3 separate regions of the Sus scrofa genome follow, and regions 2 and 3 are each linked to region 1. Evidence: chromatin contacts called from public HiChIP or PLAC-seq data. All regions are on one chromosome and are shown on one strand. Each heading gives the region's core, a stretch centred on a gene start, on an enhancer-like site or on the middle of the called end of the contact. The rest is flanking DNA. Distances are from core to core; before and after follow the strand shown.

Region 1 (4,003 bases), core at 849-3,348:
AGCGGACCACAGGCAGACTCTTGCTGGTCAGCCAGGGACTGCCGCACACAGCGGGCACCCGAGGCCCAGCTACAGGTCCAGACCCTGGGCAAGCCCGCCCCCAGGCCCCTGCGCCCAGGTCATACCCTGGACTCCTAAGGTTCCAGGGCAAGCAGCTTCGGTCAGCGAATTCTACCACCCAGGGAGCAACTTTCTAACCTAATTTCACGACAGGAGAAAAAAAGATAAATGCTGACAAAACCCATGTACCTGCATCCAAAAGAAGAGCCGCTTGGAGCCAGCCTTAAACTTGAGGACGTAGACCCTGCCGCTGGGGCACTGCGGCACACGCTTGAACTCGCAGTCATCAGGAAAGATGATCAGATCCTACAGAGAGCAGCAGGGAGGAGAGTCGGCTTCACGGGCACAGCATCGCTGAGCCCCGGAACCTCCGGGAGAACACGCTGGGTCCCGTGTTGAGTGTGGGGGCGTGGGGAGAGGACACGGAGACCACGGGGTCTCTGGGGGGCAGAGGCACCACACGGCGGGCACGAGGGCCAGGAGGGGCTTGGTACTAAACAGAGAAGGGGGGCTTCTGACTCTCGACGGATTTTCAATAGAGACACTTGGGGAAGCAACATTCCAAGATGAGTCAAAAGGCAACTGTGACCTGCTCTCGAACCTAACAAGAAATGATTTGGTCTGAAGAACAAAGAACACCAAATAAAATGACCGCTCGAGAACGCTGTCGAGGATGCGGTAAGTTCAGGACTTTTATACAGTTTCTCCAATTCAAAGCACCTAATTAATCTTCAAGTTTAAAGGACACACAGGCAACGGGAGAATCTATAGACCCCCCGAGGCTAGAACGACCCACAAGCAAAAGAAAATATCTGATAAGGGCACCAGGCCAGGGGCTCCGGGCCTCCCAAGACCTGCCAAAACGGAAACGGCCGCTGTGCCCCTGGGGCACCGGTCCTTCTGTGAAAATCGCCCCGCGCTGACAACCAGGCGGGGGTCGAGATGAGATGGAGGCCACCAGACACTTACGTCTTCCACGTTCCCAGATGTCCTGTCTTTCCAGCAAAAGTGAATGAGGGAGTCATCTGTCTGTTGAATGTACACGAGGCCTTTCCGTTTATCTGGGGTGACAGTAGTTCCTTTTAATGACATCTTTCCTGCCCGAAACTCCACCAAATACTTGTTGGAGGACCCGCGGGAGCCTGGCACCAGGCTTGGAAACAGAGCGCCTGAAGTCGTCATCCTGAAACCGGACCAGCAAGCGGACCCAGTCACTGCCACGGAAACCCTAACTTCCTCCTCAAATGTTCGCTGGCGGCGGAGTGAAAGCCCCTCTCTCTGAACCGCGGGCTGCCACTGTGCTGGGAGCAGGCGGCAGGCCCAAGCCGCCCAGCACCCGCCGCCAAACTCCTCCCGGGTGGACCTGGGCCCGCAGTACCTGAGCCCAGGGAGCCAGGTTCCCTGCTGCTTCTCGTGTTTCTAAGAGAAGGAAATTTACCCCCGCACCTGAACTGCATCACCGCTGCGGACCCTCGTCACCACCACTCTCCGTACTTTTTAAATCTGCAGCTCCGAAGGGTTTAAAACCGTGAGCTGGGCAGACAACCGCTAACACACTGGATAGGAGACAAGGCTGTGGCCTAAAACCGAGTTTCTGCGCGATACGGGCAGGCTCGCTGCCTTAGAAAAAACCCGAGCACCCGGGAGAAGCGCAGCAAGCCCCGCGGCGGCGCTGCATCCTCTGCGGGGTGACCTGGCCATCCCCGCCCGCAGACCCCGCCGCCCGACGCCCTCGGCTGCGCTGCGCGGCGGGCGGGGCGGCGGCTGGGCTGGCCCGGGAGCCGGGCCCCAGAACCCCGGCCCGCGCCGGCCCCTTGCCCCTCAGGCCTCCGCCCCCCGGGCGCCCGCCCGCAGCCGCCGACGGCGCAGACCCCGCCCCCTGCCGCCCCCGTAACCGTCCCCGCCCCCGGCGCCCCCTGTACCTGGTCCGCGCCGAGAGTCGGCCGAGAGGCGCTGTCCGGGATCGCTCTTCCTCCTCGGCGCCTGCCGGGCCCCGCCGGAAGTCCCGCTCGCCCCGCCCCCCCGCCGCTCTCGCCGCCGATTGGGCCCCGTCAGGAGAGGGGCGGGCACTGGCCCGCGGGCGATTGGCCAGAGCGGCCGCCCATTACCCGGCCAGGCCCGCCCCCCCGCCTGCGGCTCCTTCCGGCGGAAGCGCGGGCCGGCGGCGCGCGGGCCAGAGCGGCCCCTATTGTTGCTGTGTCATAGGGGCGCGGCGGCGGCCCCTGGCGGCGGCGCCTGGAACGGCGAGGCGGGCGCGGGCCGGGCGGTGGGCGCTGGCCCCGGGACCGCCGGGCCGCGCCGGGCCGAGCCCCTGCGGGACGCTGGAGGCTCTCTCAGTTTCGCTGTCAGTGCGAGACACCGGGTCCCGAGACGAAGGAGAAGTCGCTAGCTCAAGGGAGAGGATGGCCTAGGACGCGGGGGCCGGGGGCCGGGCGCGAGGGTTTCACATTCCGGGGGCAAGGTGGCAAACTACAGCCCCGAACCCCGTTCCATGGCCTCCACCCATCCTCCTCGATTACAGTGACGACCCGGCTGCCCCCCATCGCCCCCGTACCCCAACAGCAGTGATGGCACAGTCCTCCCCATCCCCCCCAGCACCCCAGACAGCAGCGTTGGCACGGCTGCCCCCTCCCCCTCGTCTGCGGGTGCAGCGTTTCCAGAGGCTGGTGGGCAGTCAGGATGGAGGGAAGGCCAGACTAGATAAACGGAAGGCGCTGCCCTCCCACTACTTTTATTTCCGCTTCATTTACACCCAGTCCTGCAGAGAAATGGAAAAGCGGCCCACGTGCTAGGTGCCCCCAGCCGCACACCCCACCAGCGCCGCCTGCCTCCCGGCGCCAAAGGCAGGGCCGTCCTGAACTGTGTGCCCACTTTCCTGTGTGCTGGGTGATTTTCTCTCTATGTGTATGGAAAACTTGTTTTTAAGCTTTTCATAAAAGGTATAAAGGTGAAAAGTATTCTTTCACTCAATGTTTTTAAGATTTATCCACCTTGACACCTGTGGCTCTAACCCATTCATTTTAACTCCTGTACCCTCTTCTGGTGAGTTCCATACCCCTTGCTTTGTGATCTAAAGAGTCACTAATTTTTTTCTTTGTTTTGGAAAATATGACTGTTTTTCATTTTAAAATTTTATTTGTGATAATAAATGCCTTTGTTATTTTTAAATTAGTTAATATTTATTTTTAATTTATAATAATGGTAAATATCCATAGATTAAAAACCCATATAGACAAAAGCTCTGTGGGGTCCTGGATAATTTTTGAGACTCTCAAGGGTTCCAGAGGTGGGCGGGGGGAACAGCCAACTTGAGGCAATGCTTATGGGAGTTCCCTGGCGGCTCAATGGGTTAAGGATCCGTCATTGTCACTGCTGTGGTGCCTGTTCAGTCCCTGACCTGGGAACTTCCACATGTCACAGACGCAGCCTGAAAAAAAAATTCTAGTACAACGTGATGCAATTTTGTGGCCTCTGACGCGGTCACCACCCTGCAGACAATGCCATCCCATGGCCTGTGAAACCAGGCAAGAAATCAGTGAAGCAGCACCTGTCGTGGCACAGCAGAAACGAATCCAACTAGGAACCATGAGGTTGCAGGGTCGATCCCTGGCCTCACTCAGTGGCTTAAGGATCCGGCGTTGCCATGGGCTGTGGTCACAGAAGTGGCTCAGATCCAATGTGGCTGTGGCTGTGGTGCAGGCCGGCAGCTGTAGCTCCAATTAGACCCCTAGCCTGGGAACCTCCATGTGCCGCGGGTGTGGCCCTAAAAAACAAAAAACAAAAAAACCCACAAAGCTTTATACACTTTCAATAGTTTCTTTGAAAAATCTGAATAAGGAAGCAAGCTACAGGTAAACGGGCACCACGGAGGCCAGTCCATGTGCCCACCCCAGCCTTGGGCTCGGGGAACCCGGCTGCACGCATCCGAGCACCTGGCAGCCTC
Region 2 (4,003 bases), core at 719-3,218, 160 kb after region 1:
CGCACCGTCGCCTCACCTCCTACACTTCCTGCTGGCCTGGAGGGTGCCCCGGAGGCCTCTGGGGGTGATGTCACAGCCGCGCGGGGTGGCGCACGCTGAGCCCCGCCCGCGGAGGCCGGTGGCGGGGGACGCACTCACGGGGCGAGGCGGGCGGGCGGGGGGGCCCTGGCAGGCCTCCGGAGAAGGCCGTGGGGAAACAGGCGTGGCCGGAGATGGCACCACCAGCCCCCTTGGCTGAAAAGCTCAGTGGCTGGAGGGGCGGACGTGAGGGGCCACCTCGTCCGCAGTCTCACGGCCCTGCCGTCTCGGGCATGCAGTCATCTGCCTGGCGCTACCCCCGATCCCATCTGAGCGCGTAGACGGTTCCCCACTACGCAGGTCGCGCCTGGGGCTGAAGTCAGCCTGCTGACGCTTTTGCTCGGTCTACCTTAACCTTTTTTAAGGGGTTGTCAACACTGGACGATTGCATGATTCAGGAGATTTTGCACATTTCTGCTCTGGTTGGAAAACCAGGCTGTCCGCCCACGCTGGGCTCAAGGCGCAGTGGGGCCGCGAGGTCCCCACCCCAGGTCTGTTCCACTCCTTTCCTTTCCCGTCTTTGGGTACCCAAGCTGGGGTGCAATATCCCGACTTTCCCTCTGCAGGGATTCCCCCTGCTGCGTCCCCCGGGGAAGCCCCTCTCCAGGCTCCACGCCCCACGCTCATTGTCTAGAACCCGCCCCGCGAGCTGGGCCTGCGGGGGCCGGCGGGCTCCTTTGTTCAGGCGGCCAGAAAAGAACCCTTCTGTGTCAACAGCGTCCCTCATTGTGCGGAGGTCTGGGCGACCGCGGCGCGGCCTCGCCCGCAGGAGCCGGAGATGGGAGGCCTTTCTGGGTTTCCCCAAAAAAGCGGAGCAAAAGAAACCACTAGGGATGTCCCAGAATACCATCTTCCGGTGAAAACAAAACACAAAAAACACAGGAGAGAACTTTACCTGAACTCATTTTATAGAGAAGGTGCTCGCACGGTTCTTTTCGACAACTTACTTTGTCAAAAGGACAGAGCGGAAAACAAGGACCCGAGGAGCAGCTCCAGGCGGACGGCTCCCTACAGGAGCTGCGGGTCCTAGCCGGCGCCGCCGTCTCACCCAGTAATTTAGGGCACTCGCGTCCCGGGCCGCGCCGCCGGATGAAGTGAGTCACCCTGGCGCGGCTCCGGCGGCCTTGGGCGCCGCCCCCCGCCCCGCCCCGCCGCCCGAGCAGCGGCCTCACCGCGCGAGACGCCGGGCCTCGGGCAGACCTGGGCGCCAGCCGAGGACGGGCCCGCGCCCGGCCCGCAGCAGTGGCGCCGGCGCTCAGGTCGCCCGGCGGCCCCGGGCCCCGGACCTCGCCCGTGCCCTCCCGAGGCGCCCTGCCCCTGCGAGTCACGGCGGCTGCGCTAAGGGGCACCGGGGTCCGGGGAACACGGCGTCCCCGTTCCCTCGCCTGCCTGGAGCTCCCATCAGCTCCGACCGCAGCCATTTTGGAGCGAGCGGAGACAAAGAGCGAGTCATCGCGGCCGCCGCCCCACCAGGCCCCGGCCGCGGTCCCCGCCCGTTTCATCCTCCCGGCTGTCGGCATGCGGCCCGCCTGGCGGCGGAGACCCCCACAGCCCTACCGGCCCACCGGCGCCGGAGCCCGCCGCCCACTCGCCCTCCGCACCCCAACCGCCCGCCCCGCGCCCCGTCCTCTGCCGCTCGCAGCCATTGGCCGCGCCTTTTAAGCAGGCGCCGCGGCCAATCGCCGGGCGCCGAGCGGCCGGGCGGGGGGGCGCCGCGGCCAATGGCGAGGCGCCGGGCGGCGGGCGGGGGCGGGCGCGCCGCCGCGCCTGCGCAGCGCGCCGCCGCCGCCCTCCCCCCGCCAGGACGCCCGCGCCCCCCGCCCGACCGCCGCCCCCGCCCCGCCCGGCGCGCGCCGCCCCCCGCCCGCCCCCGCGGCCGCCCGCCCGCCCGCCTGCCCGCGCGGAGCCTCCTCCCCGCCCAGCGCCGGCCGAGCGGCGGCGGCGGCGGGCCGAGGAGGAAAGATGGCGGCGGGCTCGGATCTGCTGGACGAGGTCTTCTTCAACAGCGAGGTGGACGAGAAAGTGGTGAGCGACCTGGTGGGCTCGCTCGAGTCGCAGCTGGCGGCCAGCGCGGCCCACCACCACCACCTCGCGCCCCGCGCGCCCGAGGCGCGGGCCGCGGCCGCCGGCGCGCTCGGGAACCATGTCGGAGCCGGAGCCGTGCCGGCCGAGGGCGCGCCCGCAGCGGCGCCGGAGCCGCCCCCCGCAGGTAGAGCGCGGCGCGGCCTGAGCGCGGGCGGCCGCCGGCCGGGCCTGTGTCCTCACCGCGCTGCCCGCTTGTTCCCGCAGGGCCCGCCGCGAAGCTGAACACGCTCGAGGCCGGCGCGGGCGCCGCGGCCGGGGCCGGGGCCGGGCCGGGCGCCGCGGCCGGGGCCTGCGCGCCGGGGGCCGCGGCCGCGCCCGAGCCCGCCGCCAAGCCCGCCGCCCGCAACGGCCCGCCCGGCGGCCCCGGCGCCGCGCAAACTTTGAATGGGAGCGCCGCGCTGGGGAACTCGCTCCGCGCCGCCGCCGCACCTGCTGTCAGCCTGCTCCACAACGGGCCCGCGCCCGCGCCGCCGCCGCCGCCCAAGCCAGCCGCCGCCACTGTCATCCAGACGCCGCCCTTCCTCGGCGCCCCCGCCGCGCCCGCGCCCCGCGCCCCCTCGCCCCCCGCGCCCGCCGTGCCCCCCGCGCCCCCGCGCCCGCCGCCGCCCCGCCGCCGCCGCCGCCCGCCGCCGCCAGCCTGGCCCGGCCGCCCGGCCCCCCGGCCGGACCCCCGGCGGCCGCTCAGAACGGGGGCAGCGCCGCGCCCGCCCCGGCCCCCGCGCCCGCGCCCGCCTCGGCCCCCGCGCCCGCGCCCGCCCCGGCGCCCGCCGCCAACAGTCAGCCCGGCCCCGCCGCCGCGCCCGCGCAGGTGGCCAAGGCCGACTCGCCCAAGACCGCGCTGCAGCCGGCGCCCCCGCCGCCGCAGACCCTGGCGGCCAGCTGCCCGGCCGGCGCGGGGGCCGGCATGATCCTCGGGCCAACTATGCAAGGGGCGCTGCCCGCCGCCGCCGCCGCGGGCCTCCCGCCGCCGGCCCCCGGCACTCCCACCGGGCTGCCCAAGGGCTCGGCCAGCGCGGTGACCCAGAGCCTGCCCAGGACGCCCTCGGTCACCACCGGCGGGATCCGGGCCACGCTGACGCCCACGGTCCTAGCCCCACGCCTGCCGCAGCCGCCGCAGAACCCGACCAACGTCCAGAACTTCCAGCTGCCCCCAGGTGAGTGGCTGCGTTGCCTGCCGGCGGGTGTGTGCCGCCCCAGCTGGGAGTCCAGGAAGTTGCAGGGCTGGCGGGACGCGGGGGGGCACGGGTCTCGCAGTGGCCTGCCGCGAGCGGAGGCACACCTCTGTCCAGGCTCAGGACAGTCCCGGGGTGAGAGAGAGAGTGCGAGCGTGCATGCGATGGGACCTGGGGCAGGGCTGCCAAGCTTCTCTGCCAGGCTCTCGGCCTGGCCAGTGGGACTTTTCCCGGCTTCCCGGCCCCTGTGTGCCGCTGCCCAGTCCCCACAGTGGGGAGCAGTGGCAGCCGGTGCTGCGGGGACAACTCGCTGGGGTCTCACCGGGCCCCTGGCTTTCCCACGCTGGGCCTTTGCCTCTCCTGGTTCCTGGGGTCAGGCATTTGGTCTGTGTCCTTGCTCTACCTTCCTGTGTTTTATCATTCTGGGCTGTGATTGGTTCCCCTGATGATGAGCTAGGGACCCCCCTTTCCTGGCGAGCTCAGCGCAGAGATGCCCCCTCCACGAGGCTGGGCAGGTCTGCCTGGAAAGCTCTGGCTTCCCTTTGGACGCCAGGATGGCAGGGTTCCCAGGGGAGCCTGGAGGAGTCCTGGGGCTCACGCCCTTCCTGGTCGGAGCCCTTGCCTCACGTCTGCTCTGCAGCCGTGCTTCAGCACTTCCCGTAGCCACA
Region 3 (4,003 bases), core at 1,002-3,501, 140 kb after region 1:
CGACGGACAGAACAGGTGCTGCACTCACCTGAACGATGGCGGGGTCCTGGGGCAGCGTGTGCTGGGCTTTCGGGGGTTCACACACCGTGATGTCCTTGATGTCGCTCCCCCGGAAGATGATGTACTCGTAAACCTCCTCCCTCGGCGGGGCAGGCCTGTCCGTGGGCCGGTCTTCAGTGCCGAAGGACCTCACTTTGGAGTTGAGGAAAAAGGGGCTAAGTCGCTGTCCTCCCGGAGCCGGTCCTGGCCCCCAGGCACCGGCTTCGCCACCCGACACGCCCGCAGCGGCTCCGCCCAGTGGACGATCCCTACGCGACCCCGGCGGGCAAAGCTCCAAAAGGTGCCGAGTCAACTCAGAGCCTGACAGTCGCACGGAGCTCAACGTTCTCACGTCCCAACACAGACGGCCACCAGCGCTCCCAGCCAAACAACAGCTGCTCTGCAGACCCCGTGCACATCTGACTGTGCAGATTCAACAGCCCCAGGGCTGCCTTTAGACAGAAACCTCACCACACGTCACCCCCGAGGAGTCTGCTTCCTTCTGAGAAGAGCCAGCACGTCGTGCTATCCCTGCCCTTCTGCCCACAACCAGCCTGGGAGGAGCCGCGACGGAAACAGCGGGAGAAGGGGCTGTGAACGGGGCCCCGCAGCGCCAGCGCCCATGTGGGGGTGGGGGCCGCGTTTCCAGGCTACTGACCCAATCGGCAGGGTTCAAGGAGCCCAAACAAGCATCTCCTTCTCGGGTCTCTGGGGCAGAGCTGGGCTCCAGGCAGCCTCTACCTAGTCTGAACACACTCCTGCTGAGGACCAGGGGCTACTCCGGGCCTCCGTTTCTCCAGCCAGGATCTCAAGCCAAATGCAGTCAAAAGGCAAGACTACACACGACCACGTTCCCTCATAAAGCTACACTCTCCCGGACCAACGCAGTCTATCCAAACTTCACCACCAGGCTTTAGGACGAGCCATTCCCAGAGCTGGCAACCAACTGCGACCCGAAGGCCTGGGACTCCCTCTGACATAGAAGCCTGTGTGCTGTGCCTTGAGCCTTAAAAGCCCAGCACGGCGTCTCGAGCCCGACAAGCCCGGGTAGACAAACAGGGTTTCTGCAGACCGGGCTGCCCTCGGTGCTCCTAAAAGGCGGGGAATGACACCAGCCCCCTTCCCCGAAGGAAGACAAAGAAAGTTTGAGGCCACCTCCCGCCTCCACACCCTCAGAAAGACTGGACTCCGGGAAAGCCTCAACACAGCCATCTTCCTCTAGTCTCCCAGGGACTTCGCTGCGGCCACCAGCCCGTGCAGGGAGGGGTCGGCCACAAAACGGTGAATCCGCAGGCGGAACGTCTGAATAAGGGCAGGAAAGCGATTTAAATGGGCGCTCCTAGCCGCCAGCCGACGCTCCTACCCTGGCAGGAGAATCCATTAAGACGTGGTATTTGTTCAGGCTCAAGGCCCCAGCCGCTTAATAGGTTCCAGAAAGCTTGCAGGAGTCGGGCTTTCCCAACCCCAGGCTTCTGGGGAGGCCCCAGGGAGACTCCCAGGCCCCCCGCCCCGCCCCTCCCCCGAAGGGGCCGGGTGCTCCGCGCCAGCTGGCCCCTCCGCCCGCGGGCAGGTGGGGAGGCGGCGGCCGGGCAACGCCGGCCCCCCACCTGCAGAGGTGGGCTGCGCCGCGGAGGAGGCGGCGCCGCGGGAGCTGGACCCGCCCCACCTCCCCACCCCAAGCCCGGGCTGGGCGGGCCGGCCGAGCACAATAACGCCGCCGCCGGGGACCGGGGGCCGGGGCGCCCTTTGTGCAGGCCGAGCCCCGAGGGGCCGCGGCGGCTGCCGCGCGGAGGCCCGGGAAGCGGGGCGGGGGAGGGGGCGCGCCGGGGGCGGGGAGGACGGCGGCGCAGGCCCGGCTGTTGGCGGGGGGCGGGGGCCAGGCGGTTGGGGCGGCCGCGGGGCCGCTACCTTTGGCGAGCGCCACGGTGGAGTTGTCCGTGTCGATGGTGTAGAGGATGCCCTCGTAGCGGATCTGCGCCTTGGAGATGAGGCTGATCTTGCTACCCAGGTACGGGGTGCCCGAGGAGCCGCTCATGGCGGCGGCCAGCCGGGCCCGGCCCGCTCGCCTCCGCGCGGTCGCCTCGCCGCCCGCCCTTGTGCCTCGGCGCCGCCTCACCGCCGCCCGAGGGCCTGCGCGGGTACCAGCGAACGAGCGAGCGGCGGCGGCGGCGGCGGCAGCGCGCGGCCGGGGTCTGTGAGAGACGCGCGGGGGAGGAGGGGCCGCAGCAGCCACATCCGGGGCCTGCGCCGCCACGCCCCGCCCCCGCATGCTCGCCGCCCATTGGCTCGCCGCGCCGGCCTCCCTTTAAATATGGCCGCGCCGCCGGCTTGGGGGCGGGCCCGCGCTCCGCGCCTGCGCACCCAGCGCCGCCGGCCGGGGCGGGCTTTCCCCTGCTCTCCGCCCCACTTCTCGGCCCGCTCCCGTCGGGCTCCGCGCGGGGTGGGAGCACGAGACTTGGCGGGCGGGCCTGGGGGGAGGGGTGGGAATCGACTGGGGCGGAGTGCGCGTGCGCGGGGCGGGGACGGGGCTGGGGGGCGAGCCGCACGTGTGTGTGTGGAGAGGGGCGGGGACGGGAAGCCCCGCGCGCTCTGCGCGCTCGTCTGCTCCGGACCTAGGCTCCGGGAGCTTGTAGACGCCTTTCCCGGGTCTTAGGTTTCCCCCCTACGAAAGTGTGCCCGGCAGCTTTCCCCCGCCCTGGCTGGAGAAATTGGGGCGTGTGCCCCAATTCTCCCCTCCCCCAGGGGCGAAGGCTGGGGGTTGGTCCCTTCTCCGGGGAGCGAAGTCCCTGCCCACGGAGATCTCAGTCACTGCGCCTGGGGTGAAAATGAGGCCCCAGGGGTCTCTTGCCCAGGGCGGGGGTGAAGGCAGCGGGTCAGACTCCCTGCCCACGAGGTCACCATCCGTGGAGTGAAGATCGGGAGTCCGGGGGGGCAAAGGCAGGGGCCGGGGGTCCCTGCCGGTGTGGTGAAGGCTGGAAGGGGTTCCTCCGCCGGTGGGGCGCAGTAGTAACTGCGGGGAACTAGCGCTTCCCGGCGCGTCAGCCGCTAAATATAATGTGCTGAGCGCATCGTCTCATTGAATCCCGCCCCTCCCCCAAGCGGCGGTGGCGCTCCCTGTCCCTTAAAATAAATCCCAGCCGCCCCGCCAGGGCTTCCAAGGGCCGCCTGACCTGGCCTGCTCGCTGCTGCCTCCAGCCCAGAGGCCTCGCGGCAAAATGGAGAAGCAGACCGTCCCTTTCCAGTTCGCCAGACCGTCTTCTGCCCTGCACAGCCCTTTACTCCATTAGCGCTTACGTGGGCGCTTGCTTTTTGTCTGTCTGTCCCTCCTGACATCAGATCAGGGATCAGCATTGGGTTCTGAAAAACAGGGAGGGTGACCAGCATTTTATAGAAATGAACCGGAATGAGAGAAATAGCAGAGAGCTCACCGCATAGAGTGCCGTTGCTCTGTGAAGCGTTTATTTCACTTAGATGTGTTGAAATGGGTACTTGATCAAGGTGTAAAGTATTTCTTGCTTTAAGGGCCAGAGGAAATAGTGGAAGCTGGGAGTTCCCGTCGTGGCTCAGCGGTAATGAACCAGACTAGTGTCTATGAGGACGCGGTTCGATCCCTGGCCTCGCTCAGTGGGTTAATGATCTGCCGTTGCCATGCGCTGTGGTGTAGATCCCAGGCGCCGCTCATATGCCAAGTGGCTGTGGCTGGGGCGTAGGCTGGCAGCTGTAGCTCTGAAAATTTCCACATGCCACGGTGTGGCCTTAAAAGGACCAAAAAAAAAAAAAAAAAAAAAAAGTACAAGCCACTGTAGAGAAGTTGTGGCGCTGCGCACACAGACCTCTGACACCCCCCCCCTCCCCGTCTTGATCTGGAGAGACAGCAGTGGGTGATGGCTCGCAGTGAGATGGTACTTCTCTGCTCAGGAATTGAACCTGGGGCCGCTTGGGTGGAAACCAGGAATCCCAGCCA

Evidence for each region. HiChIP or PLAC-seq counts read pairs in DNA pulled down with a chosen protein or histone mark.
Region 2: a contact with region 1 is called in an H3K27ac HiChIP or PLAC-seq map of alveolar macrophages. The contact joins the promoter of TAF4 here to the promoter of ADRM1 in region 1. A contact is called at or near these places in 1 of 5 promoter capture datasets (liver), 1 of 47 Hi-C or Micro-C datasets (liver) and 1 of 2 datasets of contacts at active chromatin or transcription factors (alveolar macrophages).
Region 3: an H3K27ac HiChIP or PLAC-seq map of alveolar macrophages shows a contact between it and region 1. The contact joins the promoter of LSM14B here to the promoter of ADRM1 in region 1. A contact is called at or near these places in 1 of 47 Hi-C or Micro-C datasets (liver) and 1 of 2 datasets of contacts at active chromatin or transcription factors (alveolar macrophages).

Annotation. Positions count from the first base shown.
Region 1 is chr17:61,691,018-61,695,020 of Sscrofa11.1, reverse strand. It overlaps ADRM1 (proteasomal ubiquitin receptor ADRM1), which reads right to left and starts at 2,098. Exons shown (of 10, transcript XM_021078220.1): 1 at 1,983-2,098; 2 at 1,030-1,243; 3 at 250-366. The coding sequence starts at 1,242.
Region 2 is chr17:61,527,928-61,531,930 of Sscrofa11.1, reverse strand. It overlaps TAF4 (transcription initiation factor TFIID subunit 4), which reads left to right and starts at 1,968. Exons shown (of 17, transcript XM_003360050.4): 1 at 1,968-2,331; 2 at 2,334-2,738; 3 at 2,741-3,317. The coding sequence starts at 2,041.
Region 3 is chr17:61,552,201-61,556,203 of Sscrofa11.1, reverse strand. It overlaps LSM14B (protein LSM14 homolog B), which reads right to left and starts at 2,251. Exons shown (of 11, transcript XR_002340116.1): 1 at 1,948-2,251; 2 at 29-192. LOC106506742 (a long non-coding RNA gene) reads left to right here and starts at 1,960. Exons shown (of 4, transcript XR_002340119.1): 1 at 1,960-2,047.